Regions from separate parts of the Sus scrofa genome. Here regions 2 and 3 are each linked to region 1. The links are chromatin contacts, called in public Hi-C maps. All regions are on one chromosome and are shown on one strand. Each heading gives the region's core, a stretch centred on a gene start, on an enhancer-like site or on the middle of the called end of the contact. The rest is flanking DNA. Distances are from core to core; before and after follow the strand shown. Region 1 holds the start of HOXA7 (homeobox protein Hox-A7). Region 2 has its middle 81 kb from the start of SNX10. Region 3 holds the start of HNRNPA2B1 (heterogeneous nuclear ribonucleoproteins A2/B1).

Region 1 (4,675 bases), core at 359-2,858:
AGGGCATCCCCGGATATTGCTGCACTATGGCCCCTATACCCCCAGGGGAAAACACCGGGCACCCACCTGCCCAACAGCCCCCTGCCTTCCCACCCACACCCCTAGGCAGTCCACTAGGCCAGAGCTGGGTTCCGTTGCATCCCAATGTGAATCGTACTGCTGCCTTTTGTGCTTCTGGGACCCCCTGAGAGGATGAGGTGAACGGGGGCCGCCTGGATCCTCTGAAAAGTGATGGGAAGTGCTTTGTACACAAGGAACCAAACTCCATAATTCCAAGGAGAATTTCCGGGGCAATTCCATTGTGAGGTCGGGTTTATGGTGTGCAATCGAGCCGAGCAGTAAAAGGCATACTGACCTGGCCGCTGGGCTTGCATCAGGGCCTGGGTCGTTTATGAGGCGTTTAGGGGAAGGGTTTACCCCCACCATCCTCCAGGGAGTGGTCCGGCGGCGAGGGCTTCAGCTGATCCAACCCTGCGCAGAGGTTGGAGGCTTGGGAAGGTAAGCTCGGTGACATGGGGCCATGGGTGGGAGAGAGTGAGACCACTTTGGGCTCCACCGTGAGCTAGTCCATGAGAAAGTGAAGCTGCTAGAGCTGGTGGCTTTTCCGAAAAGGTCCCTCTTTTGTTTAGGGGGTCTCCAAAAGAAATGGAAATCCATAGTGGGCTGCAGTCCCAAGGCACCTGGGCCCTTCGTCCTCTCCGCATTGGCTCTAATGCATGTATGGCTCCCAGGCAGCCAGGCCCATGAGGAGCTGACTGAGGCCCAGGGGTGGCCCCAGTGAAGGCTACCAGAAACCCCTCAGCACCACTGGTACCTGAAGCGGTGTGGGCCTCCAGGTGCCAACAAGCTGAGGGAAAAGAGACTGGGCTCCCCTTGAGCACAGGGGGACACCAAGGGTGGCAGGGAGGACAAAAGAGTGTCTGGCCATTTCTTAGGCTGCCAGAGGCCAGCCAGGTGCCCAGGAGCGAAGGCACAGAGCCTGCCAGCCAGCCAGGGCAGCGATACCCAGGAGGAGGGAGGGGAGCCTCATGTTAATAAATCTGCTGGCAAGTGAGGCTCATTAATAGATAAATATTTCACTGCTTCCTAGAGGGCGGGTAAACAGTGCACCACCGATTAAGGAAAGGAAGCTGAGAGACCTCGACTTTATTCCAACCACATGGTTCCAGTTTGCGGTGGCCTTCGCGCTGCAGCTGGAAGCAACCCTGTGCCTGCCCCATCTGGATCTGAGTCCTAAGTTGGCCAATGGCTCACTGGACCCGGGAGGGGATAGTCGCAGGCAAGGCGATCTGCCCAGAGCCGCGACTTGCTCCCCGGGCCACTGCGGGGCGGGCGGGTGCGCGGGGTGCGGAGACCCTCCCTGGGCTGGCAGAAAGAAGGGCAGGGAGGGCCGGCTGGCTTGGTCCAGCGTTCGGTAATAGGCTGGAGGGGACTGCGCCCCGCCGGCTCCGCGGGGCATCTGCAGGCCAGGGGTCCAAGGTGGCGTTGGCCTGAGTCCCCGCTCGGAGCTTCAGGAGTCCTTTTCCCGCGGGACGCGCCCGGCCGGCCGGGCGCGGGCAGATTCGTTAGCCACATATTTGAGCCTCTTCCCCTTCCATTCTAGGCGGCCGCGGGCCCCGCCGAGCGAGACCACCTGTGAGGGCTGCTGAGATTGGCGGACGCGGTCATGTGGGCGGTCACGTGCTGCGGAGAGCTCCGTCCAAAAGAAAATGGGGTTTGGTGTAAATCTGGGGGTGTAATGTTATCATATATCACGCTACCTCGTAAAACCGACACTGAAAGCTGCCGGACAACAAATCACAGGTCAAAATTATGAGTTCTTCGTATTATGTGAACGCGCTTTTTAGCAAATATACGGCGGGGGCTTCTCTGTTCCAAAATGCCGAGCCGACTTCTTGCTCCTTTGCGCCCAACTCGCAGAGAAGCGGCTATGGGGCGGGCGCCGGCGCCTTCCCTTCGACCGTGCCGGGCTTGTACAATGTCAACAGCCCCCTCTATCAGAGCCCCTTCGCGTCCGGCTACGGCCTGGGCGCCGATGCCTACGGCAACCTGCCCTGCGCCTCCTACGACCAAAACATCCCGGGGCTCTGCAGTGACCTCGCCAAAGGCGCCTGCGACAAGGCAGACGACGGCGCGCTGCATGGCCCGGCCGAGGCCAATTTCCGCATTTATCCATGGATGCGGTCTTCAGGTAGGCGCAGCCGCTAGGCGGGCCGGGTGGGCGAGCGGACGAGGAGCTGGAGCGCGGGGCTGGGGGCGCGGAGCGCCGAGCGAGGCGGCCGCGAGCCGGCGGCCCCGTGACTCCTGGCGGCGCTGCTTTCTGGTTTTAATTAGAGCCGAGGCGCCATAGCGTGGAGAGCCCGTAGCATTGTATGTAAATGAGGCTCATAAAACTTTTTATGGCCCAATTAATGGGTTCGATCCTCGTAAATTTATTTAACTCCATTTGCCTTGGAATTTCAACATTAAGTTTGTTTGTTCGCTGTTCTCTTCCCTGTCTCCCTCCCTCCCTTTCTTCTCTCTCCCTCCCTCCTCCTTTTCCTTTCAGCCCGGCTTTTCTTTCTCAAAAGCAGGGAAAGCCAAACCCTTTAGGGCTCCTTACCAGCCCCTGTGCCAGGGACCATTTAAAGGCGGGGATGGATGGGTGGGTGGGAGTGAAGACAGAGAACAGGAGTGCCCTGGGAAGGTCCGGGGATGGGGGCGAGGGCTGCTGGGGAGGGAAGGCACCTCGGGAGGGCTGGCCGCCCCAGAGGGTCTCCCACTTGCCTAGCAAGGCGGGGAGGCGGCCTGGCTCGCCTTTGAATGGCCAAAGCACAGTGGCTCCCACTTGCCCACACTCTATATTTACAATTTCCCTTTGTCAGGGGGAGGCAGGACATTGTGGAAGCCTAGCCGGCTGGAAAGGGCGGTTGTAAAGTTGAGATTCTGCGCCTTCCCTCCTCACGGAGCTGCCTGCGCGTCTGGCACCGCAGTTGGAGTCTTCCTCTAGCACGCCCGCTCCTCCCCCAGCTCAGTTTGGGGGCGCGGGGCGGAGGGGAACTCGCGCCTGGGTCCGGGCCGAGAGGGAGGTGCGCGCCCTGGGATGGCGGCCTGGCTCACGCACTGTCCTGTCTGTGTCCCCGTCGGCTTGTCTGTCTGCGTGCCCATGTGTCCGTCTGTGTGTTCGCAGGGCCCGACCGAAAGCGGGGCCGTCAGACCTACACCCGCTACCAGACGCTGGAGCTGGAGAAGGAGTTCCACTTCAACCGCTACCTGACGCGGCGCCGCCGCATCGAGATCGCCCACGCGCTCTGCCTCACCGAGCGCCAGATCAAGATCTGGTTCCAGAACCGCCGCATGAAGTGGAAGAAAGAGCATAAGGACGAGGGTCCAGCCGCCGCCGTCGCCCCGGAGGGCGCCGTGCCCGCCGCCGCCGCCGCCGCCGCCGCCGCCGCCAAGGCCGACGACGAGGACGACGACGAGGAGGATGAAGACGAAGAGGAGGAGGAGGAATGAGGGCCGGAGCCGGGGCCCTGGCTGCACCAGACAGTCGGGAAAGCGTCTTTGGAGACTGATTTTATTTACGCAAGTCGGAAGGAAAAAAAAGAAAATGTTAAAAAAAAAAAAAAGTCCCAACCTGCACCCAATCCATCCTATTCCCCACTCCAGCTCCCAACTTTTTTGGATTGAGCAGCCGCCTAGACTGGGTCCCCTCGGGGATCCCCTCTGCCTCAGAGGACCCCTCCCAACAGACACCCCCAACCCCAGGCCGGCCAGCTCTGCCCTGGCACGGTTAAAATACTACCTAGCACAGGCCTCGGGGAGAGGCACCCCCAAACTACCTATGGGCCCAGCCCAGAGGGCCTCCACTCCCAGGAAGCCCAGACGCGTCCCAACACTGGCAGACACCCAGCACCTCCCCAATACCGGCAAGGACCTGACTCTCAGTACTACCTACTAGCCCCAAACTACCTATTTTGCGCTGGCTGGCTCGCCTGCTACCTAGTGCCGAGCCCTCTCCCCTCCCCCCGGCTAGACCTTTGCTGCTTCCCGCTTGCAGCCTTTGGGGTCCCTGAGGCTGCGCTGAGAAGGCGCTGGGGTTCGGGGACCAGGGCATTGGCTTCTATTTAAATTGAATAATAATATATTTATTCCAAAGCATTGTGAGTGCTGCAACCCACAATCCCTCCTTCTCTGGCCTGGGCACACCAAGTTCAGGCCCATCACCCCCTACTTCCGGAAGGGGCATTCCCAAGCTAGCTGCAGAGCTCTGAGTTTGCTTCAGGACTGCAGAGATGCTCCCAGCCTCCCTGCCCCTCCCCTGGTCCCTGTGTCCTACTGTCCAGCCATGGTGAATATGTGCACCCTGACTTTTCCTACAATGGCAAATATTGTATATTTGAACAAGATTTTTTTTTTTTTGTCATTTATATAGTCTTGGAGCTCATTTGTAAGAAATGTCTTGACTTGGGAAGGATGTGTCAATGGGGTGACTTTGTAGCATGGTGTGTTGTCTAGAGCTGACTCTGTAGCAGGTGGGGGAGGGCTGCCCTCCCCAATGCTCTTCATCTCCTGTGTTGTCCTGTGTCCGCCTCATCTCTCTCTGCTCTAGCCTGGGCTTCCAGGAACGGGAAGGTACACTTCCTGTCTTGCCCAGTTAACCATGTTTTATGTAACAGAAAAATAAAGATGCTTG
Region 2 (4,881 bases), core at 982-3,481, 640 kb after region 1:
TATTGTGAGAGGAAGGAAAAGAAAAAGCACTTAGTTTAATCTTGGGACATTTTTTTTCAACCTAGCATTTTTCTGATTGTCAAGGAGAGTGAAAATGAAAGTTAGATTTTTACTGGGTTTTCTTAAAATCTCAAAGAAGAAACTAGACATTTCCAAATGGGTGATTCATTAAACATCATACACTGTGAAAATGGCACAAATTAGATTATCGACGAACTGCTCATTATGTGAACTCTCGTTTCATGGGATCCACGAAGGAGTTCTGACCAGGAGACAGTCAGTGGCTCCTGAGAAAGCCCGTTTCTCCTTCAAGGCTCTGAACTGCTCATCTGCGGATATGACATTCAAGAAATGCCACTTGCCCCTTGTAAGACTTCTATGTCCTTCTTCATACGCCTCTGTGGGGCAATTCAGAGAGGCAATTCAAAGGCTCGGTCTTTTCATCCCTTGTAACTGACAACAATACCACACCTGACCCTGAGATCCTTCTACCTTCTCATTCTCTCAAGGTGCTTGAGAAACCACCTAACTTTATGATTAAAATTAATGTTTTCATTCAACTGCAGATGCTTGAGCTCAATACACATACCAGCAGAATGAGCACCAGCCCCTTCCAGTCCTTCAGCCAGGTAATAGGCTTTTTCCCTTTTTTTTTTTTTTTTTTTTTTTTTTCATTTTCCTTTTAATTCAAAGTAGGGCTACTGATTACAAAGAGGCAGTTTGACTCCAGCAATAGGTCTTCTTCACTAATCCTCACTGTCATGGAAATTCCAGCTGCTACAAGAATAAGAGGCTCAATCCATATTTGCCAGCTCTAATATGAAATCTGTCAGAGCCCAAATTAATGAGTTCCAAATTCCTTACATCACGATAACAGGTTAAGACTGGTCAATTAATTACATAAATCCTCCCCGATTCATTGTGCGTTTGCAGCCCAGATTGTGTCTTACATTACTCCATGACACAAGGCCTTTTGGCTCCTGTTGTTCTGCAGAAAGGCCCCATTTAAGTGGAGGCTGCCTGCCACGGCAAAATGTTAAATGTCACACGTTAAATTTGCACTTTTCTGTAATTGCTTTTGTTAAAAAAAAAATTAAATTACAGCACAGGGCTCCCAGTACACCACTATGCAGAGGGCTGGGATTGTACTGAATGGATCCCAGGGCAAGCAAGCTATCTTTTACAGTTTACCCAGGTCTAATACCCAGTTTGCAGTCTCCTTTGTACCTGGTACCCAGGAGGCAGCAGAGCCCAGAACGTGCATGTTTGTAAAATAAACCAAGTTTCCCTGAGATCTGTGGCAACACAAATATATATTCGGAAGATTCCTTTATGAAAAGATTACATGCAGATTCTTTACATAGCCAGTTTCTCTTTCTACTAGTAAAAAAAATTATTAGATATATAAACCCCACTGTTAACCTAATCACCTTTTCAGGAATATGTATGGCACAAATGTGTGCAGTGTTATACTTGTGCAGGTCTTTGCGGAGGACGTTGCTATTTGTATTTCTAACTGGCACACACCTACAGAGGGAGAATAAATCATGATTAAGATCTCCAAGGACTTCAGAAATTACCTGGGGCTTAATCTTCTTAAGACATCAAAATGCACCTGGAATCACAACCAGTTAGATCTGGATTTAGAACTACAGGAGTCCAGATTCCTATGCAATCTCTCTCCATCCCACTACATTTTCCGGTGGAGTGGACCTTTTATCTACCTAGGTGTTCTGTATCGAATGAAACCCGTTCTGGTTGTGTTGCCTGCATCACCTTAATTGAGGGATGGGTGTTCTTCGAATACACAAACGAGCAGCTATGTTCCCAAGCACCGACTGGCGTGGGTTCTTTCCACTTGGGAGCCCTACCACCTCGCCACCACGCAGACAGCTAGCCAGACCCCAGATGCGGCGCGGTCCCCCGCCGACTGCCGCAGCCACCGTGCTGGCCCGGCAGCGCCCCCCTCTGTCCGCCGGCGGCCTTGCAAGGGGTCTGCCACCGGCTGCGAGCCTGTTTCTAGGGTAAAGAAAGCTCGGCCTAACCGGGTGGGGGACTTGTCTCTTCCCGCACGTACTCCTCCCCACCACCCCCCGCCCCTACGTACACACAAACACACATTAAAACCTGACCCAGGGCCGTTTCTGGACCCAGAGGCACGCGCTTCTTCCCCAGCGACCCAGCCCCGCCACCTGGCGCATCTGTCCTCTCCCTCCCCGGAAGGGGCGGCGTGGAGATTGACACGATGGCGCGCCCACCCGCGGGTTTCAGGGAGACTAGAGGAGCCAGCTAGGGTGTGAGGTGCGTGCCCAGATGAAACTTTCGGAACGCGCTCCCGGGCCCCTCCAGGCCTCGGCCACACCCTGGCCTGCGGCTCCTCGTCGACCCCTCCCGGGCCGGGCGGCGGAGCTGGGGCCGCGGCGCCGCGCGAGCATCTACAGAACAAAGACTCGGGTCCAGCCCTAGACTGGGAACCGGCGCCGCAGCCCCCCGGGTTCCGGACCCGCCTCCCTGACCCAGCCCAAGCCCGAAACCCAACCGAGCGGCGGGGCTGGCTCCGTGAACTCGAAGGCCCTGGGGGTCATCGGTATTCAAAGCTCCCCTCCCCCGCACCAAAATCAACCGCCCCCCCAGGCTCTTCTGCATATTATTTTTTATTTTTTTCTCCAGCCGCCAAGCTGTCATTCTAACGTTGGGAAGGGGGCCTCGCGGTGCCCACGTTGGAGGCAGGTGGGCAGGGGAGGGGGCGCTGCAGGTCGGTGCTGTAAATCGTGCCTCTTTGCGGTTGTTGTTCCCACTCACCACCCGCCGCCCCCCTACCCTTTTTTTCCCCCTCCTTTCTTTCCGCCGCGCAGTTGCTATGGGTTACCAGGGCGGTTGCCATGGGTTACCGAACCGAGGCCGGCTGGCTCTCTACCTGCCACCCAGTCGCCGCCGCCGCCGCCGCCGCCGCGGGCAGAGCGGCCCAGGCGGGAGGCGGCGGGAGCGCGCGTGTGCGGGCCGCGGCGCGGGGAGTGTGCGCGAGCCGGCCGGGCGCCGCAGCCAACAGGCGGCCCGGGTGCCGCCGCGGGAGCGCCGCCGCCGGTGGGGTGGGGGGGCAGAGCTATAAAGAAGGCCCAGAGGTAAGAAAGCAGCAAAAACACAACCACAAGTTATGCCCGTGCTGTGCCTCTTGCAGCAAAGACAAGCGGTGTGGGGTTTTGGATGCATCTACACTTCTCGTCGGGGGAGAAAGGGTATTTTCCTCTTTAGCATAAACCATTTGCATAGTGTCTTTAGACCAGAGTTTAAATGCAGCGGAAAATCGTAGCTTAATTTTTTTTTTTTCTCGTTTCCTCTCTATCTTTTGAAAAGAACTCTTTGGAATTGTGGAGAAAGAGAAAAGGGTCATTAACTACCAGAGTTTGCGCAGCTAAAATAAATTAGTGTCCAATGCACTGTTCATAACAATGATCTAGAAAAGTTTCCAGCAAGAGTGAAGAGCAATTGTGTCTGACTTAAAAGGGACAATGGTGACTCGTTTGTGAGATGCATACGGCAAAGAAGAGAGCCAAAATCCTTTGTAAATATTTCAAATTTAAAGAAATTATTGTTTATTTACATCCTAAGATTTCTGAACTCCATTCCACTAAAAATGTATTCATGTCTTATGACCTTTATGTGCAAAGAGAATTGTATCTATGCTTTGAATGTCAGATTGCAGTAATTAATTTCAGACAGCTTTTTGTATTTGAAAATGTGTGTGTGTGTATATATATATATAAAATAAATGTCTACAATCCCAACAAAAGCAGAAAACTGTATTGAAATAGATTGTATCCTCCATCGAAAGATGCTGCATTGTACTCAGAGGATACCTACTAAGTGATTTAAATATTAAGAGGAAAACTATTGAGAAATAGAATAAGCTCTTTATTCTTATTATGTTTTTATCTTAAAATTTTAGAGGCCTTTCTTGGAAAAGGGTCTTCCTTTAAAGCTGAAATACTGAAAACCTTTTTTTGTACCACAGTAGCTCAAAAATGATGAATCCTTAGGCACGGGAAAAAAAAAAAAAAAAAAACCATAAACTGAACTCAAAACAACATTCAATTTACTGTTGGATATAATGGTAATTGTAGTTAAGCTAAATGAATTTGTTTCAATTCTTAATAGCCATAAAAGACATTTTATTCTTTTGCCTTACAATAGTTATTGCATATCACTTGTTTGTATTTAATTATTCAGTAAAATGTGAACTAAGCATGAAAAGCTCCTGCAAGGTATTTACTATCTTAAGGGACATAACTACTTAAAGACTAACATTTCTGTTTTTCTGTAGTAATTTTTAAAACTGGAAAATTTCACTAGAATTTAAATCACTTTCTTTCAAGTGAGACCTTAAAAGAAGCCCTAAGTAACAGGTTGTTGGCTTTCATTGTTGACACCTTTGGCTTACATATGATACCAGTTCTCAAAAAGAACACATAAACTAGCTTTATAGGTGAATAGTCTTGCCCTTGCAGAGTCAGCCAGGGAAATAGCCAGTTTTGCTGTATGTAAATCATAAAGCATCCAAGATGAGGATTCTTTAAGTTACATTTAAAAGACTTAAATAACATCTATTCTATTTAGTTATTCAAGTAATTGTTTTCTTTTTCTCAAGAAAGCTTTATAAAAATATGCCAGAGGAAAGTAAGACTTGAACAAAGCAAGAAAGCCACTGGGGGCTGAAGTTCATTTAAATCTCTCAACTGCAGAAAATCAGTTTTAAGAAGCCAGTGCTTAGATATCAAAACAACCAAACCAAAGCTAAAAGCCTCAAATGTACACAACTATAGTGACTATTAACCAAGTTTTACCAAAATTATTCGTTAAAAATTACAGATCACTCAAAAACAC
Region 3 (4,311 bases), core at 891-3,390, 790 kb after region 1:
AGGGGAAAAAGCCTGAGTTAGATCCTTACACATTTTAGGTTTTCATTAACTTACCAATGTAGTTTTATTGGAGGCCATTTTTTATTGCAGACTTGAAGAGCTATTACTAAAAAAATGCATAACAGTTAAAGAAGTTTGCAAAGACACAAAAAAAGGTAGCTAAACACAAGTTTTGTTTGGATTCCAACCCCCACCTAGTAGCTCATATTATCAGACATATATAATATGGATATTATACCAATCCATAAACAATCAGATTTAAGCTTCTGTAAATTAGTAATACACGCCTCAGAGTATATATATTAGTGTTGTAACCAAGTACCCAGAGAACCTTACTAGGGTCATTGGTACCCGAGAAAGAGTCATATAGGATTAAAAAAAGAAAAATTTTTTTTCCTAATCCAAATCCCATTTACAACCACATTCAGCAAATAGATACTGACTCAGAATCAACTGCTCAAACGATCACCATAATAAATTACTGTGAATTTTTTCTCTAGACCTCTTAACAGTCCAGAGCCGCCTAGGTAATCCCAACTTGGTTTCTTTTTAGAAACTCTCCCTTTTTCCAATCACTAGTTAAATAAACTAAGAGAAAAAAACACCCCAAAATGCTCCAATCCCATTTCGTGCCACTTCTGAAAACAAATCACCTCTTTCCGGACGTTCAGCCGCTGCCCTTAAGCCCCAGCCCCACCCGGCTTAATAAGGCCTTCGAGCCCGGCCCCCGCCCCCCACACGCGAGCGCGGGCCGCATGGTCAGCGCATCCGCGGGGAGAAACAAAGGCCGCGGCGCGGGGGCTCAAGGGCACTGCGCCACGGGGCCCGCGCCTCCCCGACCCGAAGGCGGCCTCGTAACGGAGCGCCCGCCGCTGCCTCCGGACTTCGGGCCGCACGGATGCGGGAGAATGCACAGCCCTCCCTGGAGGCCCGAGTCGCCGACCGAGTCCGGGAGAGGGAGGAGGACCCCTCATGTAGCTCCGGGATGGGGGAGGGGAGGAAGAAACGCGCTTTGTCTACAAATAAGGCAGCTGTCGCCACAGTTCTCAACCTCATAACGAGCAGTCTCGTCCCCTCGACCAACTAGAGACACCGGCCCAGCACCAGGCCCACCGCGGGGTCTCCATTCGCCTGTTTCCTTCCCGCCAGCTCCGACTCGGGGTCGGGCCGGGAAGGATGGGAAGCGGGGAACTGGGGGGAGGGTCTCTGGGGCGCAAGTGGTATCTGAAGCAAGACCACGGAGTGAAAGGTAGGGGAAAATAAAGACACCGACTTCACCGCCTCAGAGCTGCTCCGGGTCCCAGGTCTGCGGCGTCCTCGGCCCTGCGCGCCTCTAGCTCCAGCCACATCCGAGGGGGAGGGGGCTGGGGAGCTGCGCGCGGGGCCGCGCCGCTGGGGGTGGGGGGGGTGCGGGGTGGCACCGCCCACGCCAGGCGGCCGCTAGGGGCGGGGGTGAGCGCGCGCCCCGCGGGGGGGAGGGGCCGCGCGCCGCGCTTTGCCCGCCGGGAGCCCGAGCCCGAGCCCGAGCCGAAGGGTGGGTGGGGGAAGGAGGGGGTGGTGACACCGGCACTCACCGTTCGGGGCGTAGCGGCTGGTGGTCCCCAAAGGGGAGGGAAAGAGAGGGAGGAGCGGGGACTGTGACCGGAGTCTCCTCGGCGGAGGCGTTCCTGCTTTGCAGCAGCTGCACTGGCGCCAAAACAGGACTCCGCCCACTTCCTAGTCCCTGGGGTTGGGTGCCTCCAAATGCTGGTGGTGGGTGTAAAACTTGGGTGGGAGGACTCAATTAGGAACTAAGAGTTAGATTACCCTGTCCAAAGACCTCCTGAACCCGAGAGGTTGACCCCAAAAGCGTTGTCCAAGGTTAGGTAGGTGAGGCGTGAAATGTAACTTGTTGACCACAAGTCGCTTCGGGTGTTTCCGGAAGAGGCCGAGTCTGTCCTCAATTCAGGGAGGAGGAGGGAAAGCGCTGTAGAGAAGGCTACAAAGATTTTTTTTTTTAGAGACGGGGGGCGGTGGGTATTGGGATTATCAAAGCGTTGCTCTAAGGACCACCTTCCGGGTTGAGGGGCTGGACCTGAAAGCTGAGGATTAAGCTCCTCCCCACAGTGTTAATTTCAAACTGCGCGACCGTTTCTCACCTGCCCTGCGCTAAAGCTGGGCGGGGGGCGGGGACTGGACTTAATTCCGAGAGAGAAATACGCAGGGCTCGAGCCTTCCGCAATTCACAGAGCCCTTTTACGCAAGTGACGTCAAGCACCACTGTTGGCTGCGAGGAGGGAGGGGCACGTACTTGGCGCAAGGAGGTCGTAGAGCGTTCCCGCCATTGGCGGCGGTTAGGGCGTTTACGCAACGGCCTGACGTAGGGCAGGACGCGTTAGTCGGGGGGAAGGTTCTAGAAAAGCGGCGGCAGCGGCTCTAGCGGCAGTAGCAGCAGCGCCGGGTCCCGAGTGGAGGTGCTCTTAGCGGTGTTGTTTCTCGAGCAGCGGCAGTTCTCACTACAGCGCCAGGACGAGTCCGGTTCGTGTTCGTCCGCGGAGATCTCTCTCATCTCGCTCGGCTGCGGGAAATCGGGCTGAAGCGACTGAGTCCGCGATGGAGGTAACGGGTTTGAAATCAATGAGTTGTTGGAAAGGGCATGGCGAGGCCGTTGGCGCCTTATTGGAAGTCGGCCACCCGCCTCCGTGGGAGAGCGGCAGCGAAATTGGGCCACTTCAGAAGCGGTTGGTCTCGGGGTACTTTTGAAGGGGGGTCGTTAGCGGAGGCCTGATCGTTCCGCACCTTCCCCACCCTCAGGCTCCCGGCGCCATTTCCCTTTGCTGGGGGTGGGGGATGGGGAACTTCCACATGGCGGACGCAAGCCGACTTCGGTGGAAGTGGGGCGCGGAGGCGGGAATTCTTACTCCCTTTTTACAGCACGCTGGTTTGGGGACCCTGGCGTCCGCGCGTTGGAGCGTTTCGGCGGGCTGCGGGTCCTCGCGGGCGAGGCTGCGGCTTCCCCTCCCCCCCTCGCGGGAACCGGATTTGGCGGCCGCCATTTTCGTTTCTCCTCTTTCTCGCAGCGTTTTCCTTGTAACTCTCTAAATTCAGCTAGTTTGAGTCTTTTATCAAAGAGTAGAGGTGGTTCGCCGGTTTTTTCTCCTTTTCGGGCCGTTTTCATGCCGTTTCGAGGTGGATTCTGAGGGTTTGGGAGCCTGGATCTTTAAAGTCCTGCGCACCTCATTAGAGGCTCGCTGCCTTCCCCTCGATGAAATGGCGCCATTGCGTTCAGGCGCCGCACCGCAGGGCGGGGGGAGGGGCGGCGGTCGCTCGGCTTCGGAGGTAAAACGATCTAGGGTGTCGGGCCCGGGTTTGAGGCGAGCCATACGTAGTACAAAGAAAACGTTCTGTTTTTCAGCCCTTGTTCCTTTGCGTAGCGGTTTTAGCTGGGTTTGCGGCGATTAGGAAGGCGGTTACATGGCAGGAAGCTTTAGAAATGAAAAACCGAAATTCGGAGCCATCAGGGTCCTGTAGGTTATGCGGGAGGTCGTGGGGAAGGTGGTCTTCGGGGGTTGGGGGGGGGCGGTGTGCCGAAGGTTCCGAATCCTTTTAATTTCCTGAAGGCTTCCCTTATGAGGAATTGTAGAAATTACTCGGCTTTTAAGTAAGATTTTTACTGGGAAATTTTTTACGTGGTAAGCTAGAAATTAAGATGAAAGTGCAATAAAAATGATTTTAGTTGTGCTCTGCTTAAAACGTGGCTCAGCCCTTCAGTACGTGTATTGCTGTATACCGAACTGTTTTAGGCTGGGCTACTATGTATTTGAACTTTGTCACTTGCTTTTCTCATTTATGTTTGCAATCATGGTTGATAACATTGATAAGCTTAAGGTCTGAAGCGAAGGGGGTCTACCTGGGTATTTTCTTTGACCCTAAGCACGCTTATAAAATAACTTTGTTTGTAATCAATAGTGGACAGCGGGTAAGTTTGGAAATGAGGTAAGTAATGAGTTTTTCCCTTTTGTTAGTGATATGTAAAAAATTTGTAGATGTGTTTTTAATTAGATTTATTTGGGTTTAAGGAGCATTTATTGAAAATACTTGGAATAAATAAAGAATCCGAATATCAATATGCCAAGTAACCATTATAACAGACGGTTCTTAAAGTGTCTCAAGAGCTAGTTTGATAATTTCTTTATAAATTTTTCAGAATCCTGAAAGGTTAATTCTACAGGAAAAAAACCGAATGTTTATTAGTATCATGCATGGATGGAGAGAGGAACCTCTTTAGAAATGTGGGTTGAGGGTGTAGTACGATTTGCTAGGAATAAAATA

Evidence for each region. Hi-C and Micro-C count contacts between places; a contact is called where the count stands out from the background.
Region 2: a contact with region 1 is called in a Hi-C map of retroperitoneal adipose tissue, with 3 times the contacts expected there. The contact joins the enhancer-like site here to the promoter of HOXA7 in region 1. A contact is called at or near these places in 2 of 5 promoter capture datasets (fetal skeletal muscle and liver), 25 of 47 Hi-C or Micro-C datasets (alveolar macrophages, blood, brain and 14 more) and 2 of 2 datasets of contacts at active chromatin or transcription factors (alveolar macrophages and skeletal muscle).
Region 3: a Hi-C map of embryonic fibroblasts shows a contact between it and region 1, with 6 times the contacts expected there. The contact joins the promoter of HNRNPA2B1 here to the promoter of HOXA7 in region 1. A contact is called at or near these places in 2 of 5 promoter capture datasets (fetal liver and fetal skeletal muscle), 8 of 47 Hi-C or Micro-C datasets (embryonic fibroblasts, fetal skeletal muscle, fibroblasts and 3 more) and 1 of 2 datasets of contacts at active chromatin or transcription factors (skeletal muscle).

Annotation. Positions count from the first base shown.
Region 1 is chr18:45,415,529-45,420,203 of Sscrofa11.1, forward strand. It overlaps HOXA7 (homeobox protein Hox-A7), which reads left to right and starts at 1,609. Exons shown (of 2, transcript XM_021079046.1): 1 at 1,609-2,191; 2 at 3,170-3,585. The coding sequence starts at 1,813. The coding sequence ends at 3,495. It overlaps LOC110257591 (a long non-coding RNA gene), which reads right to left. Exons shown (of 4, transcript XR_002340415.1): 4 at 3,536-3,550.
Region 2 is chr18:46,059,625-46,064,505 of Sscrofa11.1, forward strand. No RefSeq gene overlaps it. Among named protein-coding and RNA genes, the nearest start is that of SNX10, 81 kb to the right of the region's middle. Within about 2 kb of position 2,232, at least 40 of the 83 cell types and tissues checked have an H3K27ac peak or open chromatin away from gene starts, as enhancers often do. A contact at or near this core is called in alveolar macrophages, brain, epiblast stem cells and 5 more, where this site is marked.
Region 3 is chr18:46,203,024-46,207,334 of Sscrofa11.1, forward strand. HNRNPA2B1 (heterogeneous nuclear ribonucleoproteins A2/B1) reads left to right here and starts at 2,141. Exons shown (of 13, transcript XR_002340389.1): 1 at 2,141-2,598. CBX3 (chromobox protein homolog 3) reads right to left here and starts at 2,091. Exons shown (of 5, transcript XM_021078986.1): 1 at 1,575-2,091.